Linked DNA regions of Mus musculus: all the other regions are linked to region 1. Evidence: chromatin contacts called from public Hi-C and promoter capture Hi-C data. All regions are on one chromosome and are shown on one strand. The core of a region is the stretch at or near the end of the contact, and the rest is flanking DNA. Distances in the headings are between cores, read along the strand shown. Region 1 holds the start of Rnf113a2 (ring finger protein 113A2). Region 2 holds the start of Acyp1 (acylphosphatase 1, erythrocyte (common) type). Region 3 holds the start of Ylpm1 (YLP motif containing 1). Region 4 holds the start of Arel1 (apoptosis resistant E3 ubiquitin protein ligase 1).

Region 1 (2,578 bases), core at 47-2,546:
ATCTCCAGCATGTCATATAAAACAAAACTTGGATATTCTTCCTAGAAAACTTAGTATTTCTTCAACTGTGATTGCTTTGGTTTGAGATGACCAAAACAAAAAGTACTTTGAGATTTGACAATTATGGGACATCTAAGTAATGGCAATTAGATCCCATCGGCGTCTTCTGGGGTGCTGGAAGCACCACCCTCTGCTTTTCGATACTTCTCCAGTTTAGCAATCAGTTCTTTCGCAGGATTGAAAACCCCATGGGTCTGTTGCTCACAAACATAGCATCGTGGAGTGGTTCGGAAATGCTGCAGTGCACAGGTCTCACAGAAATAATGTTTACACTTGGTGACAACCGGATTCTGGAAGGTTTGGCGACAGATGAAACATTTGAATGGTATCTCCTCATCATCACTTTCTACTTCATAGTTTTCGTCTTCATACACACCGTAGCGGCCCTCATCGAGTTCACGTTCTATCTGCCATCCGTGCTTGTAATCTGAACGGTCATGGAGGAATTTGCAGCTGTCTCCAAAGCCACAGAAGCCAGTCTCCTTGTAGTCCTTACAAATATCAGGCTGGTAATCCCAGCGCACAGTAGCGCGTAGATGTTCAGGGGCTCGGATGGGGCCCTTTCTTACCATGCCAGAGGAGGCATTGCCCATGGATGTATCCTTGGGCTTCATGTATTTCTGGTAATTATTAATTCCACGATAGATTTTGTCATCCTCCTTGCCTCTCAGCTCCTCCTGGATTTTCTGACTGCGCTCAAAAATGGCCTGTGCGTCTCGTTCTTTCTCAGTGTCCAACTCGTAAACTGCTGTGGCCCCCATATCCTCGGGCCCCACCGGTTTCGCCGAGCGCGTGGACTTGTAGACGACGCCTAGACTCTCATTCCCCGCCTTCTCCTCCTCTTCGCTGCTCAGATCACAGTAGGCCCCTTTCTGTTTACCGCTGCCACTCGTCTTCTGGATCATCGGATTGTGGGCCGCCCGCTTCTTCTCCGGTCGCACAACCGAGCATCCTTCGTCGCTACTGCTTCCGCTTTCCCCAGACTCCGGGTCGCACGCCGGCCGCTTCCGACGGCCAGCACTTCCTTTCCGCCCGGGCTTTTTGAAGAGGAAGGTGCACACCTGATCCTCCGACTTTCCCTGAGAAACTTGTTCTGCCATCTTCGACTCCGGAGCGCCGAAACGGCTGGCAGTAGCTGCGGCGTGAAGGGTGGCGCGGGCTGCTGCGTCACTGCTAAGCAGCGCGGCTACGTCACTGCGGAGCTGCGAGGTGTCAGCCGCGGAGCCCGAGACCGTCACGGCGCATGCGCATGCGCCAGCTAGCCCGCTAAAGGTTTTTTTTTTTTTTTTTTTTTTTTTTTTTTTTAAAGATGAACCTAGATCTCCAATCAAGTATTGCTGTGATTCTTGAATTGCAACGAATACAAAACTCCCGCCTCAAATAATTTAGTCTATTAGGGAGAAGGTAAATCAGGATGTGTTCTGTACCAAATCCCATGGAAAGGTACAAGGAGTCATTAAACAGAACTCTGGGGAAAGACCACGAGGAGAAAGTGCATTAAATGATGTAAGCCTTTAAATGCTAGGAGAAAATTTAATAGATAAAGATCTATCCGCTATTTATTGATAATAAAAGAGATATTCTGAACAAAACAAAAACAACAAAAAACCAAAGGCTGGGAGTGTAGCTTAGTGGTAGATTGATTTCTTAAGCATACCCAAAGGCTCTGGGCTCAAGCACCAAAACAGAAAATAAAGAAGACTTCAAAGTTACATGAATATCCAATTTGGGTAAACTAAAGGGTTAAAAGGCCGTGTATTGGTGTAAGTGTAGTGTTATAAAAGATTATAACTCGATATGGGTAAATTTAACTTACACACTAAACTGTCTAAACAATATGCTGTTTACAGCTGAGAAACATAGAAGATTCTTGAGGGAAGTGAACAGAACATTTTAATTCCAGTGCTTGGGAGGCAGAGGCAAGAGAATCAGGAGCTCAGAGCTAGCCTGGGCTACAGGAGACCCTCCTCAAAATAAAATTAGGATGGGGGCTTGGAGAGATGATTCAGCAATTAAGAGCGTGTATAGGTCTTGCAGAAGACCAGAGTTCAGTTTCCAGTCCCCACATCAGTCAGCTAACAACTGCTTATAGCTCCGGCTCCAGAGGATCCAGTCTCCAGAGGATTCTGGCCTCTGCCTGTACATGAACACACATGTATACCCCACCCCCCAACACCCATGCACATAATTAAAGATAAAATCTTTGAGACAAAAAGAATAAAAACCAAATAAAGATGGGGAGGCTTGTGTCTGTAATCTCAGCACTGTGAGGCTAAGACAGAAGTGGTGTTTCAATTATGAGGCCAGACTGGGCATACGAAAAGAACGCAGCCAGCTGTTATAACAGGAGGGAGTTTCAAGCAACCAAAATGCATAAATATTCCTATTGCAGCTGTGTATACTTAGGGGTATAAGGGTGTGTGGTTTTAAAGTATGCTTGCAATTCTTTGACACTATCTTCAAATGACAGAACCTAATTTCCACCCTTAGAATGTGGACCAGATTTAGAGACTTGGTT
Region 2 (2,578 bases), core at 45-2,544, 860 kb before region 1:
AAGCTCTTTCTCAGCCCTTCCCATCAGAATTAATCTCTCTGCTTCTCCCTAACACGTTCTGTTTCTGTTATAATGTTGGGCTGGTTCGTGGTGAGCTCTCAGAGTGAGTGAAATGAATTACCACGTTGCACATGATCTTGTCCGTTCTGTGCATGCACAGCTACGATAAAGAAATCTTTGAGGGCAACGATTATATCATCCGTCTTGTACACCATATGGTGTTCCATCCATTACACTACTCAGTGGGTCTGGAATCTATAGAGAAACTCACTTTAATTGAATTTTAGAGAAATTGCATCAGTCAAACACAATGTTTAGTGTTGTTTTCAAATATCGCCAAGGACACCATTCAGTACTGCTCCTCCTCCTCCCAGCAGGGAGGCTTTCTGACTTTGTTACAGGGGGAACTGGTGTAATGATAGATTTCCATAGCTACCACTGCTAACTATCTCACCTTGCCAAGTCTGCCAGCCTGACATATTACCACATGGGGCCCGGTGTTAGGAAATGATATGATACAGACAAGCAGTCGAAGAAGGGACAATAAACTCCACACACAATTTGCTTCATACACATTCTCGATCCTAAGGGTAGCTGAATTCCAATGCATACAAATCAAATCTCATTTTAGCAGTCCTCATCTAAAAACACCTTAGTAATTCTCTTTCTCTAAAAGCAAATGCATGCAATTTGGTTATTTTGCTCAGATTTATTGATTCTATTGAGATTCCTGAGCCATGAATAACTTGCCTGTGCTTTATTATTTATTTATCAATTTTTTTTTTTTTTTTTTTTTTTTTTTTTTTTTTTTACCTAAGGTAGACTCTGGATAGCAGCTTCCAAAACCCCAGATAGAATGACTTCACCGTGATGTCGTGTGCATTTATTGTCTTTTGCTACCAAGTCCAAATTATGCATGTCCCAGAATTGGAAGAGAACTGAAAGAAGGGAAAAAAAAAAAAAAAGGGCAGGCCAGATTCTATTAGTCACTGACTGTGCTAACAGCCCTAGGCACCCAGTAGGGTGAGTGGACATATTAAGTGTTTTGTCTATGACTTTCTTTACCCACGGGGAAATGACAAGAGGGGTACACTTAGTGGCAGAAGTGTGGTACAGGTTGGTCATTGTATGCAAAACCGGACTCTCCACTTAAAAAAATTAATCCCAGGATCTCTCCAAAACGTGACCCACTTGTCCTGAAGCCCCACCCTTGGGCGGGTTCTTGAACAAGGAGCCACCTCTGATTGGTTAAATCGCGGTGATGGGCGTGCAGGGCAGCGTTGGAGAAGCCGAGCTCTAAACTTCCGGAAGTGGCGGTTAACACGGCTCGGGCGGTTGATCTGAAGGTCTTCGGGGCTGTTCAGCGGCTCCTGGGGAAGCCCCAGAAACTCGAGCTTCCGCCGCTCGGATCATCCAAGTGTCAGTGGAGGGGATTTCGGGCCGCATGGGGATAGGATGGATGGCGGCTTCAGGGCTGCAAGGGCAGCGGGATGAGCAGGCGAAGGCTCCCCGACCAGGGGCTTGCGTTTACATCCACTTACTCCTTGCAGTTCCGGGACCCTGAGGTTCCGGAGAGGCCCCCATGGTATTGGAGGGCGGGTGCAGCCCTTTCTTAGGACGATGTCTCACCTTGCTGTCTCTGACAGGTTTGAGCATGGCAGAAGGGGACACCTTGGTCTCAGTGGATTACGAAATTTTTGGAAAGGTTCAAGGGGTGTTTTTCCGCAAGTACACTCAGGTATGTGGCTTAAGTGTCGGGGCGCATCACTAAGTGATGGACAGGAGGCCTGGTTCTGACCAATGGGAACTGGGAGAGTGGGAAGGGAGCACCTGGACACTCTCCTGACGGAGAATACCGCTAGCGCACCCTGTTGTACTGTCACCAAGCTAAGTCGCCTCTAAAAAGCTGCCATCAAGATAGAGAGGTGGCATTAGGTAGGCCGATCACAGAGTAACTTACATAATCGCCCATCATACCTACAAGTTTATTCCTCCAACTTCCTCTCAACACCTCAGTTTTGTTTTGTTTTGTTTTGTTTTGTTTTTCTTCCCATCATGGGACTCAGGGACATTGGCATGCTAAGCAAGCTGCACTGTACCAGCTAACAGCAAACTTGGCATCCTCTACCCCTGTTTCCCCATCACTAATCTCTCCAGTGCACAAGGGCAATCTCAATTTCCCTTCAGCAGAGTTGCCTTTCTGCTCACTATGGCCATCCTGATGGATGTGACAGAGTGTACCTCCTTGAGGAGTTTCATTGTTTTAGTTCAGGTATAAAGTATTTAAAACACCTCAAGTCATACAAGTCATGTTCTTCAGTCACCATAGAACTAAAGTACAAATAAGTAACAGAAAGAGAACTGTTATTAGCTATAATTCCATTTGGAAGATAATATTCCAAATTATCTGGAGTAGCACGTTTTTGTTAAATCACGGTAGAATATATGTACTGAAAACCTTACTATTTTAACCATTTGAAAACACACAATTCAGCAACCTTAAGTACGTTCATACATCCTTGTCTTATCACCAAGGAACAGTTGAAGAACCAACCCCTCACACATACACTTCCTTCTT
Region 3 (2,578 bases), core at 52-2,551, 580 kb before region 1:
GCTGGTCAAAGAAAACTAAGGCATACATTTGAGAAATAAATCTAGTGCCAACCTACTACAACTTCAAGTGCCTAGTCTTATCTTTACTCTTCTTTTGGTAATCTATGGTCAATTTAAAACCTGGCTTTCAGGGCTGACTCTTAGGGGATCTTTGGAGTATGAATGGGCTAGTCGTTGGCTGTTGGAATTACGATAGGCATTAGCTGGTTAAAGCCCAAGACCTGCTCACGTAAAGCCTAAATGAAAGATGTGACACAGTGCTTACCTGTGGAGTCATTGTAGAGGGATCTGGTTCAGGAGCAGCTTGCTTCTGTTCAGCAGTCTTGTTCTTGGCCCCACTCTCCAAAGGCTCTTGCTGGATAGCTGTTTTATTCCCAGAAGGGATGGACGGTGGTGGTGGTAGCTGGGGTTTAGAAGGGCCCTGGGAGGAGCGGGAAGGAGAGGCCTGAGAAGGGGGTAAGTAGGGCTGGGAATGGCTCAAATATGATTGTGAGGAGGACGAGGAAGAATAAGAAGGAGTGGGCGCCAGATAGGACTGGGAAGGTGGAGACTGTGAAGGGGATGGCTGAGCAGGAGGCAGGTAGGGCTGAGCGGAGGAAGGGGGATAGTACGAGGGTGGTGGCTGAGGTGGAGGCATGTACGACTGGGATGGGGGCATGTAGGATCCTGGAGGTACAGGGGGAGATTCAGGAGGGGACTCCAGCTCCATTGGAACCAAACCCGGAGGCCCATCTCGTTGGTGGTGGATCATCTGGTGTTTGTACTGCTGCTGCTTCTGATAACTGAGGGCTGGTCCAGGTGGCGGGGGCATCGGTGGCGGAGGCGGCTGCCAGTCTCCGTAGCCGCCCCCGGGCATCACCGGCGGGGGTGGCAGCGGGGGCGGAGGAAGATGGTGGGGTTGGAGCACGCACTGCATTTGCTTCTGGTGCATCTGCTGCAGCTGCTGGAGCTGCGCCAAGTGTTGCTCTCGGAAGCTCATGAAGCCTGAAGAGGAAGGGGCCGCGGGAGCCGTCGAACTGGAGTACCCGGGCCCCGGCGAGGCCTCGGGAAGCGCCACCGGTGGCGGCGGCGGCGGCACCGGCGGCGGCGGATAGTGGCTGCTCCCGCCATACCGGCCCCAATTCGGATACATATAGGAAACGAAGGCGCGGGGCTCGTCCCGGCGCCGTTACTCGTCGCAACCGACCTCCAGGAGCCGCGGCGGTGACGGCGACAGCCGGAACTCGCGGTGCCTTACAGGCCGCGGAGCGTGTGAACGGAGCGCGCCAGTGCGCCGGCGCTACGGAGCTGGGCCCGCGGTCGGGAAGGCGGGGACCGTGCTGAGGCAACTACGCATGCGCAGTACCATCGAGCGGAGAACAAAGGCCAGATAGAGGGAACCTTGGCGCAGGTACTCGCTGTTGCCGCCTTCCTTCGGGTTCGGAAAATGTAGGCGGTAATAGAATGTTGTCATAGAACCAAGAAAACCATAGAGTCTCACAGCCGAAAGGAGTGATAGAGATCCTAACGCCCTATGGGTTTAGTTTTGAATGGGGGGGTGGGGAGGGGGGAGGAAAGATTCCATTCACAGTAGCAACAAGAACATAAAACAAGTAATAACTCTACTAAGAAAAATCTAGACATTATATGAAGAAAACTGCAGAATCCTACCTGAGAATAAAAATTAAACTTGAACTCACGAAGAGGCTTACCATAGTCCTAAGTAAAAAAGAGGGAGCTTTGTAAAAATGACAGTTCTTCCAAGTTAAACTGATTTAACTCAGTCAACCCACAGCCTGACAGGGGACAATGATAGGAAGAATGAAAAATGGATTCTGGAGAAGGAAAGTGAAAATGGCCCTGATTCTTTCCTACAGGTACTGTAAAAGGAATTGAATTGTTTAGATTGGTTTCCTCCCCACCCACCACCCACCCCACCACCCTTAAAATTTTTTTGCTTTTTCAAGACAGGGTTTTTCTGTATGAACCCCCTGGCTGTCCTGGAACTCGCTTTGTGACCAGGCTGGCCTTGAACTCACAGAGATCTTCCTGCCTCTGCCTTCCAAGTACCATCAAACCCAGGTTTTAACTCGGACGATGTCCCTGTTGGAGAATCCTTAAACCTAAGAAAAGTCAGCCGGGCATGGTGGTGAACGCCTTTAATCCCGCACTCGGGAGGCAGAGGCAGGCAGATTTCTGATTTCGAGGCTAGCCTGGCCTACAAAGTGAGTTCCAGGACAGCCAGTGCTATACAGAGAAACCCTGTCTCGAAAACCCAAAAAAAAAAAAAAAAAAAAAAAAAAAAAAAAACCTAAGAAAAGTCAGAGAAGGGTAACTTAAAAGCTGATTTCCTGAACCCTAGCAGCAAAATATTAAAGACTTCCATTGGTTTGGGTGATTACTGAACATCAGAAGTAGTACACTGAATTCTGGGAAAGGAAGGACAGAAGGAAGGAAAGAAGGAAGGAAGGGGAGAGAAAAACCATGCTTAATTTGAAGACTCTTAACTGTATCAGCATGTCAATTTGAAGATGTGACCTTGCTCTTTTTTCCTAGCAACCAGATCATTACCTGTCTTGGGTAACTATGAGTAGTAGAT
Region 4 (2,578 bases), core at 59-2,558, 550 kb before region 1:
AATGACCACTCTCTTGTTCCGAAAATCTTAAACACGAAGAAGCCCAGTCTTCATTAAATTAACTGTTTACCCAGTCCTTACCGATACAGAGAAACTGGTTGAGTGTTCTTTATTTATTTTTATTTTTTTTTTTTAAAAGATTTATTTATTTATTATATGTAAGTACACTGTAGCTGTCTTCAGACACACCAGAAGAGGGAGTCAGATCTCGTTACGGATGGTTGTGAGCCACCATGTGGTTGCTGGGATTTGAACTCTGGACCTTCGGAAGAGCAGTCAGGTGCTCTTACCCACTGAGCCATCTCACCAGCCCCTTGAGTGTTCTTTATAATGGGAATATCATACTAGCATGTTCGAAGGTTCTGAATTCTTTTTTTGTTTGTTTGTTTGTTTTTTTTTCGAAACAGGGTTTCTCTGTATAGTCCTGGCTGTCCTGGAACTCACTCTGTAGACCAGGCTTCGAACTCAAAAATCCGCCTGCCTCTGCCTCCCGAGTGCTGGGATTAAAGGCGTGTGCCACCACCGCCCGGCAAGGTTCTGAATTCTTACAACTTATAAAATGGGACTATCTTGGACTTTTCCCATCGTCCTTTTTAAACTTGGGTGGCAGGACCTGAAGACAGCCATGGTATGACCTCCTCACCGGCTTTCCCACAACGATACCATGCCCTGCCCCACCGAATGTGTGACTATAATTCCATGCAACACAGACCTAAGACATTATAAGCAAAACAAAAAAACATCAAATGTTTCTACTTAGCCCATCGTGACTTCTGCAGTTTAAGAAACCAGTACATCAGATGTTTCTACTTAGCCCATCGTGACTTCTGTAGTTCTGATCAGTTTAAGAAACCAGTTGGTTCTGACCACTCACAGTCGCTCGTCTCTCAGACTGAGCATTCGCTTCATAGTCGCATATTTCCTTGTTTTCTTTTGCTTCCCCTTGAAACAGAAGTTTTCGAGTTAAAAAGAGCTGAAAACATCTTTTAAAGTTCTCTTCTATTTTTCTTGCCCCTCCCCAAACAGCACTCAGTCCCCCTCCCTACTCCCTTCGAACTAAGGCCAGAATGGAATTAAACAAACAAACAAACAAACAAACAAACAAGGAAGCACCGAGTCTATATCTGGCCAAAGGCTGAGCTCCCGTTTGCTCCCCAAAACTCTCTGACAAAGTTCTCCCACTCCGCTCACCATGTTCACGCCGCACTCCTGTTTCTTCCGGAATCGCTCGCAGCGCGACACTTTACGTCATCCTCACGCTCTTTCCGGCAAAGGCCAACCCGGAGGCGGAAGCTACTTTGGGAAACGTAAAAGCTCCGAGCCGGCTCCTAACGCTGGCGGAGATCGACACTGGAGATTTTTTTGGGGGGCGGGTGGAGGGTAGGATTTGTGCTGGATGAGGCCGCTGCTTCCTCGGACCCCAGAACTAGGACTTGGCCACGTTGCAGCCCCCGTTCGGGTAACGTTTTTCTTCACGCCGCAGCCGGAGGCAGAGCCCAGCCGACCGTAGGCACCAGAATTGCTGAAGGCGAGCGAGAGAAGAGGGGACGAGGGCAGAGGGGTCGGGAATCCTGGGCGTCCCATAGTTTGACAGTACATTCTGGTTTTCCTCTGGCACATCATTTCAGCCTTGGCTCTGTAGTTCAGCCTTGAGGCTCTGGTTATTGATTGGTTTTCCTCGCCGGCTTGGAACTTGTGAGGCTGGGCGTAAGATTCTTCGGAAAGAGAGGAATGTAATAGCGATGGAGGACATCCCCCCCCAATGTTCTCCCTCCGTCTCTGTCTGTCTGCATCTCTCTCTCTCTCTCTCTCTCTCTTCCCGTGTGTGTGTACGAGCACGAGCGTGCAGGTGCATCAGAGCAGAAATTCAGAGCAGAAGCCAGAGGAAGCTGCTTGTCTTTATCTTCCACTTTTTAGAAAACAGTCTGTCTTACCCAACCTGGAAACACCTCCACCTCCGGTTTTTGCTAGATTGACTGACCAAAAAGCCCCAGAGATACTCCCATCCCTGCCCTCCGGTGCTGGAGTGGACAAGCCCACTACTCCCCGGCTTGTTTTCTAACCAGATCCTGGGCAAACCAAACTCAGGGCTTCTTGCTTGGTCAGCAGGTATTTTACTCATTGAGCCAATTATCCCAGTCGCAGTGGCCTTTTTTAGACGATCACAAGAAAAACAGGTGCAGAAGCTTATATGTGCAACTACTTAGCAAGCCTGGAATGTGATGGGGAACAGTGCTCTTCGTTGTGAAGCCTGGTGTGCAGTCCTTAATGGGAGAGGGAGAATATGTGGGAATGAGAAAGCGAAACTGGGCAGTGTTTGGTTTTGTTTTCCGTTTGCTTGTTTGTCTTTGCTTTTAGGATGTATTCTAGTTGTTCTTAGCCATCCGGAGAGAGGTTTCTTTTACCCCTTGAGAGTCTGTGGAAGGCCAGGGACAGCTTTCCTGGAAGTGGATGTGCAGTTTATGAGACTTGTAGGCTATGTGAACTTCATCTTAGTTGACTCTTTTGATACCTTTGTTTTACCGATGTTGAAGCTGTGCCCTAGACGCTCAGAGGTCAGTTTGGTTCGCTTGTGATT

The links. Hi-C and Micro-C count contacts between places; a contact is called where the count stands out from the background. Capture Hi-C pulls out chosen DNA fragments and counts their contacts.
Region 2: a Hi-C map of CD8 T cells shows a contact between it and region 1, with 7 times the contacts expected there. The contact joins the promoter of Acyp1 here to the promoter of Rnf113a2 in region 1. A contact is called at or near these places in 1 of 39 promoter capture datasets (erythroid cells) and 1 of 484 Hi-C or Micro-C datasets (CD8 T cells).
Region 3: a contact with region 1 is called in a promoter capture Hi-C map of liver, with 2.5 times the contacts expected there. The contact joins the promoter of Ylpm1 here to the promoter of Rnf113a2 in region 1. A contact is called at or near these places in 4 of 39 promoter capture datasets (hippocampal neurons, neutrophils, pre-B cells and 1 more) and 1 of 9 other capture datasets (liver).
Region 4: a contact with region 1 is called in a promoter capture Hi-C map of adipose tissue. The contact joins the promoter of Arel1 here to the promoter of Rnf113a2 in region 1. A contact is called at or near these places in 1 of 39 promoter capture datasets (hippocampal neurons), 3 of 115 datasets of contacts at active chromatin or transcription factors (bone marrow-derived macrophages, embryonic stem cells and memory CD8 T cells) and 3 of 9 other capture datasets (adipose tissue, liver and macrophages).

Annotation. Positions count from the first base shown.
Region 1 is chr12:84,415,918-84,418,495 of GRCm38.p6, reverse strand. Rnf113a2 (ring finger protein 113A2) reads right to left here and starts at 1,296. Exons shown (of 1, transcript NM_025525.2): 1 at 1-1,296. The coding sequence starts at 1,160. The coding sequence ends at 147. The region is part of intron 4 of Bbof1 (basal body orientation factor 1); the gene reads right to left.
Region 2 is chr12:85,279,151-85,281,728 of GRCm38.p6, reverse strand. Acyp1 (acylphosphatase 1, erythrocyte (common) type) reads left to right here and starts at 1,294. Exons shown (of 3, transcript NM_025421.3): 1 at 1,294-1,419; 2 at 1,647-1,738. The coding sequence starts at 1,655. It also overlaps a transcript of Zc2hc1c not described here.
Region 3 is chr12:84,995,044-84,997,621 of GRCm38.p6, reverse strand. It overlaps Ylpm1 (YLP motif containing 1), which reads right to left and starts at 1,301. Exons shown (of 21, transcript NM_178363.4): 1 at 266-1,301. The coding sequence starts at 1,132.
Region 4 is chr12:84,969,579-84,972,156 of GRCm38.p6, reverse strand. Arel1 (apoptosis resistant E3 ubiquitin protein ligase 1) reads left to right here and starts at 1,308. Exons shown (of 20, transcript NM_178065.5): 1 at 1,308-1,528. Fcf1 (FCF1 rRNA processing protein) reads right to left here and starts at 1,227. Exons shown (of 8, transcript NM_028632.2): 1 at 1,192-1,227; 2 at 875-942. The coding sequence starts at 1,194.